Regions from separate parts of the Sus scrofa genome. Here region 2 is linked to region 1. A link is a contact called in public Hi-C data. All regions are on one chromosome and are shown on one strand. The core of a region is the stretch at or near the end of the contact, and the rest is flanking DNA. Distances in the headings are between cores, read along the strand shown.

Evidence for each region. Hi-C and Micro-C count contacts between places; a contact is called where the count stands out from the background.
Region 2: a Hi-C map of epiblast stem cells shows a contact between it and region 1, with 1.7 times the contacts expected there. The contact joins two enhancer-like sites. A contact is called at or near these places in 2 of 5 promoter capture datasets (fetal liver and liver), 28 of 47 Hi-C or Micro-C datasets (adipose tissue, alveolar macrophages, blood and 16 more) and 2 of 2 datasets of contacts at active chromatin or transcription factors (alveolar macrophages and skeletal muscle).

The regions. Positions count from the first base shown.
Region 1 is chr7:13,985,353-13,991,015 of Sscrofa11.1, forward strand. All of the region lies in intron 1 of RNF144B (E3 ubiquitin-protein ligase RNF144B), which reads left to right. Among named protein-coding and RNA genes, the nearest start is that of RNF144B, 42 kb to the left of the region's middle. Within about 2 kb of position 2,174, at least 4 of the 83 cell types and tissues checked have an H3K27ac peak or open chromatin away from gene starts, as enhancers often do. A contact at or near this core is called in epiblast stem cells, where this site is marked.
Region 2 is chr7:14,149,958-14,156,488 of Sscrofa11.1, forward strand. No RefSeq gene overlaps it. Among named protein-coding and RNA genes, the nearest start is that of RNF144B, 210 kb to the left of the region's middle. Within about 2 kb of position 3,849, at least 2 of the 83 cell types and tissues checked have an H3K27ac peak or open chromatin away from gene starts, as enhancers often do. A contact at or near this core is called in epiblast stem cells, where this site is marked.

The sequences.
Region 1 (5,663 bases), core at 924-3,423:
CCCATAAAGGAATATTCTGTGTTCTGAGCAGAGAAGATTAGATGCTTTTCCTACTCATTCTACATCTTGCTCTGATGAAGGGAGGCATAACTTCTTTCAGCCCTGAAACAACTTTGTTCCAGCCTCACAGGTCCTCCCTGGTCCTAAAAACGCTGCTTCTGGCAACTCTGAAGTCTTAACGCAGTGAGAACCATCACAGCAAAAAGCTCCCTGCCTCAGACAGCCCATGAACAACTCAGGCCAAAGATGAAGACCTTTCTAGTTTCCCTTATGAAGCCTGGGGTCATGGTAGATGGAAATCATATGCAGGAACAGGCATGTAATATGTGCTTGATTCTATTGGCTCTGCAGATTCAATGTTAAAAGTCAACCGGGAATTCCTGAATGTCTCTTACCTCTTCTCAAGGAATAGCATCTTCAAGTTCTTTGAGTCTCTTCCTATCCGCAGGCTTCTGTATATTCACTTGTGAGTTTTCCCAAACGCATTTTCAGAAGAGCTCTTTTATTAGAATGGTTTGGGTAGAATGTCTTGTAATTTATTCTCTTAGTTCAAAATATGAAAGGTACCTAGGATGGGGTGGCGTGCTATCTGGATATTACTGTCGTTCTGTCAGAAGCCAGCCACCCCCCGTTCCTTTAATTTGCCCTGCTTTGTTGCCCTCCCTGTTCTTTGGCCTCTTCCCACAGAGTCTACTTTCTATTAGATGACAGTAATTGATAATCAGAGATGCTCATCTGAGTGAACTTGTTAACTAAAGAGCATGACATTGTCTCGGATAAAACAGACATTTTTCTGAAGACATTTAAGGAGAGTAAATAATGGTAAATGTCAGACTAGTGGGAGAAAATCCGCATGATATTTCTGGAGAAGGAATTCTGACTTCACCATTAGAAAGATCAGGGTTAAATCTTGACTCCTGGAGTTCCCGTCATGGCTCAGCGGTTAATGAATCTGACTAGCATCCACGAGGGCGCAGATGCGATCACCTGACCTCGCTCAGTGGGTTAAGGATCCAGTGTTGCCATGAGCTGTGGTGTAGGTTGCAGATGTGGCTTGGATCCTGCATTGCTGTGGCAGTGGCGTAAGCCAGCAGGTACACTTCCGATTAGACCTCTCGCCTGGGTGTGGCCTGAAAAAAGAAAAAAAGAAAAAAAAATTCTTGGCTCCTTAACCTCAGAGCAACTGACCTCTCTGAGACTTAGTTTTCTTATCTCAAAAACAAGGATGATATTTTCAACTGGCAGGGTTGTTGTTAGAATTAGGTGGGATAACAGATGGTAGACTGCTTAGCACATAGTAAGCTCTATGAATTAGCAGAAGTAATTGTGATATTTGGGACTGTTTTAGGCATCTCTGAAGCTTCATCCTATGTGTGCGCTTCTGTCTGGGTAGCTGATAGAAAGCTCTGGTTTTCCTTGGCCTTATTGGGAAAACTCTTTTAATAGTAAAAGGTATCACAAAGCTTGGGAATTATTAGTCTGGATGTTGGTTTTATTATTTGCTCCGTGTAGGTTGTTTTATTATTCTTAAATCATCTCCCTTTGAATTTACTGGCGTCTCTTCCAGCATGCATGATGCTGACCACTGAATAATTTGAAGGTTTAAGGGATAATGCATTCAGGCGAAGGCTAGAGCTTCTCTCCAAAAGGTCAGAGTTTGCCTCTTAAAGATGAGGGAGATTTTACATATAGTCACAATAAGGGTAAGAAAATATCTTTTTGGGGGAAGAGAATCTCTTATATTTACGTATACAGGGTCTGTGACTACCCCAGGAGAGGCACACCATTATGACGTGAATGTATGCTAAAATGATAAGCCTCAGGATTTTCAGTTTGGGAGGGAGAAAAAGGCTGTTACTTTGCCTCATGTGAAAAACTCCTATTGAAAGAGTCTAAAGCCTCTGATACGAGATCCTAGAAGGTTATCTGGCTTGTTTATTTAACCCATTAATCCAGTGTATTTAATTCTTTTCAGCTAGCGAGGAAAATTTTTATTTCCTTAAAAAAAGTAATTTTCATAATTACATGAAACACTTACACTCTGGTGTTTATTTTCAGTGAACGAATATGAGAGCTGGGAAAGCCATTTAAGTTGCCTATGTGTCAGTTTCTTTCTCTGTAAAATGAGGGAGTTGGACCCAGAGCTCAGGCCTCTTCTGTCCTCACAGGCTCTGATTTGTAATGCAAATTATAAGCCTGGAATGACTGTTGATCATCTGTCAGCCATTCTGCACCCTTTAAATGAAGGTCACTGGCCTCCAGAAGGTTGTATACTTTTAATAGTCCAAGGAAACAAGTGATTTAAACTTTTATAAATGAGAAAAAAAGGCAGCAAGAGAGTTTTGACTTTGCACTGTCCCCTCTGCCCCTCCTTATCAACTAGCAAGTCAGTGCTGCTTCTTTGAAGTTAAATGCTTGTTTCCATTGAGTTTTCTGGATGGCTTGTCAGGATTGTTGTGCTTTGCTCTGATACAGTATGTGACATTAAAAACTTCCCCCCTGCCCCTGGAAATTTTTAAACTGTGCCCACTGGCAGCCATTCTGCATTATTTTCTGTAAATTTTGTTGCAGAATTGCTTCATAAAGCTTAAAAATGCAAAGCTCAAGGAAGCTGGCATACATTTTTAAAGTGACCTTTTGAGTTCATACTTTCTGCTAAATTTGATTTTCTCTTCTATTCTTTTTCAATTTTCCTAACTTGTACTGGCTATTTTGGTGGGAACTCAAACACCTGTTATGTTATTCCTTCCTAGAGTTTACATTTAGTTACCATATATGCTACATTTTAACAGTTTACCAAGTGCTTCACTCCTATTTAAAGGCATTTAATCCTCACTTAAACCAATGTAAGTCTCATAACAAGTTTATAAAGTTAAGCAACTGTGATAATTATCAACTCTTTATAGACTAGGAAACTTGGGGAAGTTGGCCACATCGGCATGAAAATGTGTGGTCTGAATTCAACCTCCATAGTTTTTTTCACTTCACCCACTCAGTTCAAATCAGCAAGCCTGCCATCATACCTTTCAAACATTTTCAAAAGAGGAACCCCAAAGAATGAATTTATAGGTAGACTTATATTGACTGGCACACTTCAATGATTTTCTCTCTCTCTTAAAATACACTATGTCCAGGAGTTCCTCTGGTGGCTCAGTGGTTAACAGACCTGACTAGGATTCATGAGGATGTAAGTTTGATCCCTGACCTCACTCAGTGGGTTAAGGAACTGGCATTGCTGTGGGCTGTGGTGTAGGTCACAGATGCGGCTCGGATCTGGCGTTGCTGTGGCTGTGGTGTAGGCCGGCAGCTGTAGCTCCAATTCGACCCCTAGCTTGGGAATTTCCACATGCTGAGGGTGTGGTCCTGAAAAGACAAAAGACTATATATATATATTTTTTTTTTTGGTATAAAAATGTATATTTTGTCATATATATTATGTATAGTGTATATACTAGTATATAGTATATATGCTATGTCAGTTACTCCCTCTTCTTTGCTAAAGCTGGTCCTGTAAAATAAATACTGTATATATATTTCAGCTGTGTCTGCGACCTACACCACAGCTCATGGCAACACTGGATCCTTAACCCACTGAGTGAGGCCAGGGATCTGAACCCACATCCTCATGGGTACTAGCTGGGTTTGTTATGCTAAGCCATAAGGGCGACTCCAGGGAGCTGACAGTTTAAGAGACTGAGGTGGGGAGACAGACGATAAAGCAGATAAGTAAAAACATAATATGTCATCAGATGGGGATATAGTCTCCGAAGAAAAATAAAGGGATTCTGGTTTTTAAAAGAGTGTGATTGAGAAGATGGCATTTAAGTGTGGTCCTGAAGGAGGCAGGCAAGGGTGGAGCCTCTGGATAAATGGAAGAGGAAGGTCCTGGTGGGAAAACAGCAAGTGCAAAAGCCCTGAGGTGGACATTCCTGTATAGTCATTAAAACCCATATAAGTGGAGAAACAGAACTACAGCAATGATTGTGTTAGAAACTTCAGCCTGTAGTACACAGGCTCTGGGATGGACCTTTGTGTAATTCTGCGATTTTATGATGCTTTTAGTGCTAAATAGTGAAAATGATACTCATCCTCAACTCCTTACATAAAAGGTAGGATTATTGCTCAGTTTGTCAACTCTTGTAGCACTTTCAGCTTTCAAAAAACTTTTTGGAATATATATATATATATATATTTATATTTTTGTCTTTTTGCCTTTTCTGGGGCCGCTCCTGCGACATGTGGAGGTTCCCAGGCTAGGGGTCTAATCGGAGCTGTAGCTGCCGGCCTACGCCAGAGCCACAGCAATGGGGGATCCAAGCTGCGTCTGCAACCTATACCACAACTCACGGCAATGCCAGATCCTTAACCCATTGAGCAAGGCCAGGGATCGAACCTGCAACCTCATGGTTCCTAGTCGGATTCGTTAACCACTGAGCCACAACGGGAACTCCCTGGAGTATATATTTTTTGAATAGGAAACAGATTCTTAAAGCATAAAGTTCCAAGGATATACAAGGTCGTATATGTTAAAACTACCCCTCTGTATCCTAGACACTCAGTTCTTCTGGGAGGGGGATGTTACCCCTTTTTCTGTGCCTGGAGACAGTCTAGAGCCAGAGAAGCAAACAACAGCAGAGGAAGAGGGCATCAGCTTTGGAGCCAGACTGCATGCATTTTAGTCCTGGTGTTGGTCCTCGCTACCCAGTGTGACCTGGGCCCGGTAGCTAAATGTCCAGATGCCTCCATTCCCTCACCTGCAGAATGGAGAGAACCGTCATAGGGTTGTTGTGAGAATTAAATGAAATTACATGTGTATATAACATGTAAATATGGAAAATACTACCTTTATTTTTAAAAATTTAGCATAGTTGGAGTTCCGTCGTGGCGCAGTGCAAACAAATCTGAGTAGGAACCATGAGGTCGAAGGTTCAATCCCTGGCTTTGCTCAGTGGGTTAAGGATCCGGTGTTGCTGTGGCTGTGGTGTAGGCTGGCAGCTGCAGCTCTCATTGGACCCCTAACCTGGGAACCTCCATTTGTTGTGGGCGTGGCCCTAAACAACAACAACAAAAAAAACCCCAAAAAAACAAAAAAGAATTTAGCATAGTTTCTAGCAAAACTAAATACTCAATAAATATTAGCTGTCATTGAACTAATCTCATAGGAAGCTTTTAAGGTATCTCATTGTACAGATGAGGAAAAATGAGTCTTAGAAAGTTCAAGCAATTTCCTAGGAAACCAGGCTAGTTAGGTGAAGTCTCAGTGACGCTCAGTCACAGTTCTAGTATCAGGCTCTAGGGTTTCCTGGATGAGGGTCATTGAGATGGCTCTTTATTATTAGAGTTGATTTATAGTGTTGTATCAATGTATAGTGTTGTATCAATCAGTGTACAGCATAGTGACCCTGTCATTTATACACACACACACACACTTTTCTCATACTGTCTTCCATCATGTTCTATCCCAAGGGATTGGATAGAGTTCCCTGTGCTGTACAGTAGGACTTATCACTTATCCATTCTAAATGTAATAGATGGCCCTCTTATGTGTCTTTCTTTTAGCCAAATAAAGTGTTAAATGGCAGAAGAACATCAGTGTAGGTGTTTGCCTGAAAGCCTAATCAAATCCATTTCTGTTACTTTTTTTTTTAATGGTTTTATCCAAG
Region 2 (6,531 bases), core at 2,599-5,098, 170 kb after region 1:
ATTTCACTATGCCTTACTTTCCCCATGTGTAAAATGGGAATAGAGGCTGTTTCTAAGTTCTGTATCTGGTACATAGTAAATTTTCATTAAATATTTGTTGTTACTGTTATTATCTTCAATGCCTTTTAGGACAGGTAATATTTAAGTTTGATTTTTGTCCTTTACGCTTACATTTTAAAGAGATTGATTCTAATATTTGAAGCCTAGTAAATATTTTCATTTTTGTAAATATTTATTTTCATTATAAAGTTAAGTTGTGTGGTATATTTCCTTAATAAGAGAACCACTTAAAGGAAAATGCTCAAGTGGATTGTTCTTTCTTATACTTCACCAGTTGTTAAAAATGCTACATTTTCCACACCTTTTTTGCATAGTTTTTGTTTATCTTGGCATTTCTGATGCCTTTTCTTTCTCTAATTGATAAAAGAAACTAGTATCTATCATTAGATCATTATTACTTTAAGATTTTTTTTAAGATTCTTTATCACTTTATATTTTATTTGAAACTTATTCTATTCTTTGTTTCAGAATCCATCAAGGTGCTGTTCTAATTGTTTCATTTCCTTTATATTGGTAGTAACTTTGTAATATAACTTTCCCCAGTATATTTTATGTATATTTTTTACTGTACTTGTGAATTTTCTCACATATTCAGGTACTTCCTCTTCTCAAATCCTATCTATTTTATGATGCTCACTCTTCTTGCATTGACTTTCTTCCCAGAGCCTCCTTTTTTCCTGCCTCTACTTGTGCTTTTAGTCCAGCTCCATAGTTGTCACACTGAAACATCTCTTTTTACTCCTGGTTCTCATCAACTATTTCCTGGATCCCACGCCCTGCTTTTCTTGGTTTATCCTCTTATACTGCTGGAGTAAAATGTGTGGAAGGCCAACTTTTTCAGTCCTTTCTTGTATGAATTTTTTTTTTTTTTTTTTTTTTTTTTTTTTTTTTTTTTTTAGTCTTCCCTTGCATTTAATAGAGTTTGGCTGAGTACTGAATTTTAGATTGTAAATATTTTTCCCTCAGAATTCTAAAGACATTAATTCCATATCTCCCAGAATCTGGTTTGTAGTGGATTTGTTTTTATCTGTTCTTAACTTTCACAGTAATATTTATAGTTATGAGCCCTTTTCTTTTTTTTTTTTTCTTTTTTTAGGGCTGCACCTGCACCCATGGCATATGGAGGTTCCCAGGCGAGGGGTCAAATCGGAGGTGTAGCTGCCGACCTATGCCACAGACACAGCAATGCAGGATCCATGCCATGTCTGTGACCTATACCACACAGCTCATCAGCAATGTCAGATCCTTAACCCACTGAGCGAGACCAGGATCGAAACTGCAACTTCATGGTTCCTAGTCAGATTCGTTTCCACTGCTCCAAGATGGGAACTCCAGGCATATCCTTTATGTTGATCCTACATGGTCACTTTTTCTCTCATATTTTCCATCTTTTTTTCCTTCTTTGTATTTTCTTTCATTGTTACCTTTCGACTATTCTATTTTGTGTATCGTAGCAATCACCTTTTTAATCCCCAGGAGTTATTTTTTATTTACACATCTCCTATTCCATCGTTATGGTGTAATAATATCTATTCTAATCTTTCTAAGGATACTAGTTAGAATTTTACTTGAAAAACATTCACCACAGTTTACTTCTTTGGTGCTCTAGGCTTCTCTCAGATAATTGATGCTTCTTGGTTGTCTGTTCCTATTTAGATGAGGGAATTAAATGATCAGATATTCCAAGGGGTTCTGACAGTGGATATTAGATGAAGCAATAATTTCGGACTGGTAAGCTCGAGGTCTTTGTGGGAATGGACAATTAGTAGTGACTGTCATAAATTAGAAATAATGACAGACTTATAGTGGTAAATCATCATTCGGAAAATGATTTTGTTTTTCTGGTTAATAGATGTCATATGGTAATCTTTTCTCTAAGAAGTATAAGCCTTTGGTGGTCCTTGGGAGATCCTCAGGAAGTCTATCTGTACAGAAATTGTATGTAAAATTGGGTTTCATGTGTATTTGAAACCCTCTGAAAAGAGGTTTTCCATAATTTTTAGGAGGCCATGACACTAAAAAGATTAACAGTATTCAGTGGTAACATTTATCATTTAAATCTGATGGTTAGGGATTTCTGCATAATGGTGGAATTAGAAAGACGTATTCTTTTTGTTGGTTTTTTGGAAAAGGAAAAATTTTGTTTTCTCCTACAAGAGAAAAGAGGGTTTTCAGGTATAGTTGACATTTCTGAGCTTGGGGCTGAGGCATATTTCTCATTGAAAAGCCTAAGTCATTCATTACATGGAAGCCCAAAAGAGGATACTAATTAATTTCCAAAGTACATGGTGGCAGGATGAACATAAGCTGGTCTCTCCTGACCACCCAAGTGGCAAGCTACTCTGAATGCTTTTGCTTGTACCTTCGTTTTGGGTCCTGAACTAGCTAAATCAGGGTCTTCTAGAGGTTTGCTCTAAATAAGCTAGTGAGCATTTACCTATCCCTAAATAAGACCCACAGACCTGCCTGCCTAATTTTGGCAATCAAAGCTCCATGGCCACTAGCAAGTTTGCCTCTGCTTTGATCTGTGATGTGTATGACACTGTATTTTTTGGCTGCTCTAAAGCAGACTGCCAATTAGATCCAAATGTGTCCAAAAGCTTCAGAGAGGGTGGCCAAGTTTCCATTAGTGGTTACTATGGATTCATGCCTGCACTATTCTGTTCATTTAGAAATAGAAACCTGTTCTCCTCTTTAATCTTGGGATTGGAGGTAATGGTGGAATTGGGAAGAGAAAATCCCAGAACCTGACTAAAACTCTTGATATCTCTCAACTTTATTTTTAAAAATTAAAGTATAGTTTATTTACAATGTTGCGCCAATTTTTGCTATACCACAAAGTGACCCATTCATATATCTATGAATATATTACACGCACACACATTCCCTTTCTTATATTATCTTCCATCATGGTCTATCCCAAGAGACTGGATATAGTTCCCTGTGCTATATAGTAGGATCTCATTGCTTATCAATTCTAAATATAGTAGTTTGCATCTACTAACCTCAGACTCCTCGTCCATCCCACTGTGATGTCTCTCACCTTTATCTTTTATTTTTCCTTTAACAGAAGAAAACCTCAAAATGGTAGGAGGTGTGATTTTGTTGTTCAGATTAGGGTATGCTTTTTATCTTTTTAGCCGCAGAAGATTGAAGGAAAGAGAAAAGAAAGCTACATTTATTGGAAAACAGCCCTGTGCCTGCAACTGTGTTAGATATTTTCAGGTGTGACTACATTTGATTCTTTAACAATTCTAGAAAATTAGGAGTTAGCATTCTGCATACTGTTGAGGCAATCGTGTTCAGAGAAGATAAATGCACTCTTCTATATTGTATACGTTATAAATGGCAAAACAAATTCACACAGGTATCCGCTGAGTTCAATAGTCTGTGCTAGTTCTACTCAACAGTCATGTGAGTGACGATGGGGTTAATCCCTTTAGCATCTGAAAAGAGCTTAGGAGAACCTCCAGTGGAAAATGAAAATGGGGATATTTAGGCTAGAAGCTTACCTGTGGGTCACCATAAACCAATATAGAAAAAAATGAAACCAGGGACCTAATTTCTAGATTTTAGCTTTTTGTAACCATACTTAGAAATTGACTGGGTTTACTTTTCTTTTTTAGTCCTGTGTTTTGGTTTCTTGAAATCAGATTGTTGTTCTGAGAAGTAAACTATGCCAGGGGAAAGGATGGAGGAGAAAAAAAAATGAGAAAGAAACAACAAACCCCTACAAAACCCAAACCAAACCTCTCTTCTTTGCTAATGAGTCACATTGTCTGCACTTGGTTTTTCATTGACACCAGCTGGGATGGGTTTGCCCCTCTCTCAAGGAGAATTCTAATGATGACTCAACAGGGGTCTGCATCTCATTTGTAGTACCAGTGAATTCTGGAAACTCAAAATGAGTTTGAGTTTCCAATTAAGCATCCAATTGAATGTATGTTTAAAAACATTCTTTTCTTTCTCCCCCATGCTTTTTTTTGGGAGGAGTGTAATTTGATATTTGGGACTGTGTTACACAGAAGTTGGTGGAGTACACTTCACTATAGCTCTTCAGAAATGGGAGGTATATTGTAACGAAAGCTTTTATCTGTGGTGAATATCCTCGAGCAGAGTTTGGCGAACTTTTTCTGTCAAGTGCCAGATAGTAAATATTTGCAGGCCATATGATCTCTGTGCCAACTTCTCAATTCTGGTGTTGTAGTATGAAAGCAGCCATGAATAGCATGTAAACACTTAGGTGTAACTGTGTTTCAATAAAACTTTATTTACAAAAACAACCAGAGGAGCCACATTGGCTGTGAGCTGTAGTTTGCCATACCCTAGCCTGGGAGATGTCTCGCATTTTTCTATGTATATAATACCTACTACCAAACACAGAGTAAGTACTAAATAAATTTTGTTTTGTTTTGTTTTTAGTGACTAAATGCATATAGTAAGGAACTGCAGAACTCTTTCACTATGGTCTGAATTCATATGTTGAAATTAATATATTGGAAACCTAATGCCCAAGGTGATGGTATTAGAAGGTGGGGTCTTTGGAATGTGATTAGGTCATGAGGGTGGAGCCTTCATGAATGGGGTTAGTGCCCTTATAAAAGTGACCCCAGGGAGTTCCCACTGTGGCTCAGTGGGTTAAGAACCCAACTAGTATCCAGGAGAATGTGGGTTAGATCCCTGGCCTTGCTTCATGGGTTAAGGATCCAGTGTTGCCATGAGCTGCGGTGTAGGTCGCAGACATGGCTTGGATCCCGTGTTGCTGTGGCTCTGGCCTCGGCCAGTGGCTACAGCTCCAATTGGACCTCTAGCCTAGGAACCTCCATAAGGTGCAGGTGGAGCCCTAAAAAGACAAAAAAAAAAAAAAAAAAAAAAAAAGCAAGCTTCTTGACTGTATTGAATGCTGCATTTACTAAACTCCCTTGGTTTCATATTATTTTATCATGTGTTCTAAGGAAAGCTATTTCTTTTGAAGAGAATACTATTAATCTCTGCCATATCAGATAAGGTTTTCTGTGTTGTAAGAGATGGAAAACCCAATTCAAACAGGCCTAAACAATACAGGAAATTTGTTGGCTGATGAACTTGAAAAGAACAGACATAAAGCAGGCTTGACCTAGTCACTCCAGTTCCTATCTTCATTCTTAGATTTCACTCTGTGGGATAGCTCTTAAGGTTTTCTTGTTTGGGGATGATGGGGTGGGCAAAATGAACTTCTTAAAAGTTTGCTAACCTTGACTGATTTTGGAAACAAAGGTAAGAATGGACTAATGTGTCCTGGTTTGGGTGTGGGGAACACCAGGAAATTGGGCAAATCAGTCAAAGATTTGGTGGTCTTGAGAACTGGGAAAAAAAACAGAGAGTGGATTCATTCTAGGGAAAAGAGGAATATAGGAGCCCAGTAGGGATGCTGAGCCCAAAGCCACTTAGAGTCACTGAAGTCTAGGGGGAAGTTGGAATATAAGGGTAAATGAACAGGTAGGAAAGAACCAACTCCTGAAGCTGCCTGAAGGAGTCATCTCCAAGATGAATGGACACTGCTGAAGAATTTTGAGCAAGGGAGTGATGGAACTGGACTTGAACGTTGGAAAAATTCTTCTGGCAGCTTTGTGGAAGGAGGTTCACGGAGAGGCCAGAAGAAAAGCAATGAACCTAATACAATCAGCTGCATATAGCTTGGGAAAAGCAGAATGGAGAATAGAGGAAGGGCAAGAGAGCCACTTAGATAGAATAAACCCACTAGATATGGGGAGAAGTGAAGCAACCAGAATGACCTCTGGGCTTCTATTTCAGTAACAGAGCCCATAACAGAGCCCATGGTGGGGCCATAAACCACAGTGGATATGAATAAACATACCCCTGTGCCTTTGTTTTCGAGGATGTGTATGTGGGGTGGAGTGGGAGGTGGGGGTGGGGTCTAGGATGTGTTGTCCCCTAATAGAGGTGACAATCCCCAGATAGTATCTTAGTTGTGCAAGTCAGGCTGGGGTCTCTGCAAAGGTCTGAAACTAATCTAAAGCCTTGATTCCTCCCGCCTTGGAGAAGTGTGGTGCTCTGCCTGGATTGAATTCAGATGCAGTTGTAGAGCCCCTGGCTACTCAGCTTCTTCAAATAAGCCCTGGGTGGAATCACTAGCGGGGAACTGGCCTTTCTGCCTAATCTCAGGCTGCTCTTGAGAATGCAACAAACTCTAATCGTCCAAGCCACCTGGCCCTGAAAAGGAAAAAATGCCTTTCTTTTGCTTTTGTAAAGAGCCTGGCAGAGGAGTCACCATATGCAAATGCCTTAGGCATCCTGGTGGGGAAAGACAGGAGGGGGGCAGTCCAAGCCCTGCGTCCTTCTGTGACTCAGCCAGGCCTCACAAAGAGCATTCTCCAAACCTGCTAGGGTTGAAAGAGAGCTGAAAGGAACCTCGTCATTGTTCTGGCCGTGGGAACATATGTCAGAAAGCCGCTGCCAAAAGGTTCCCAG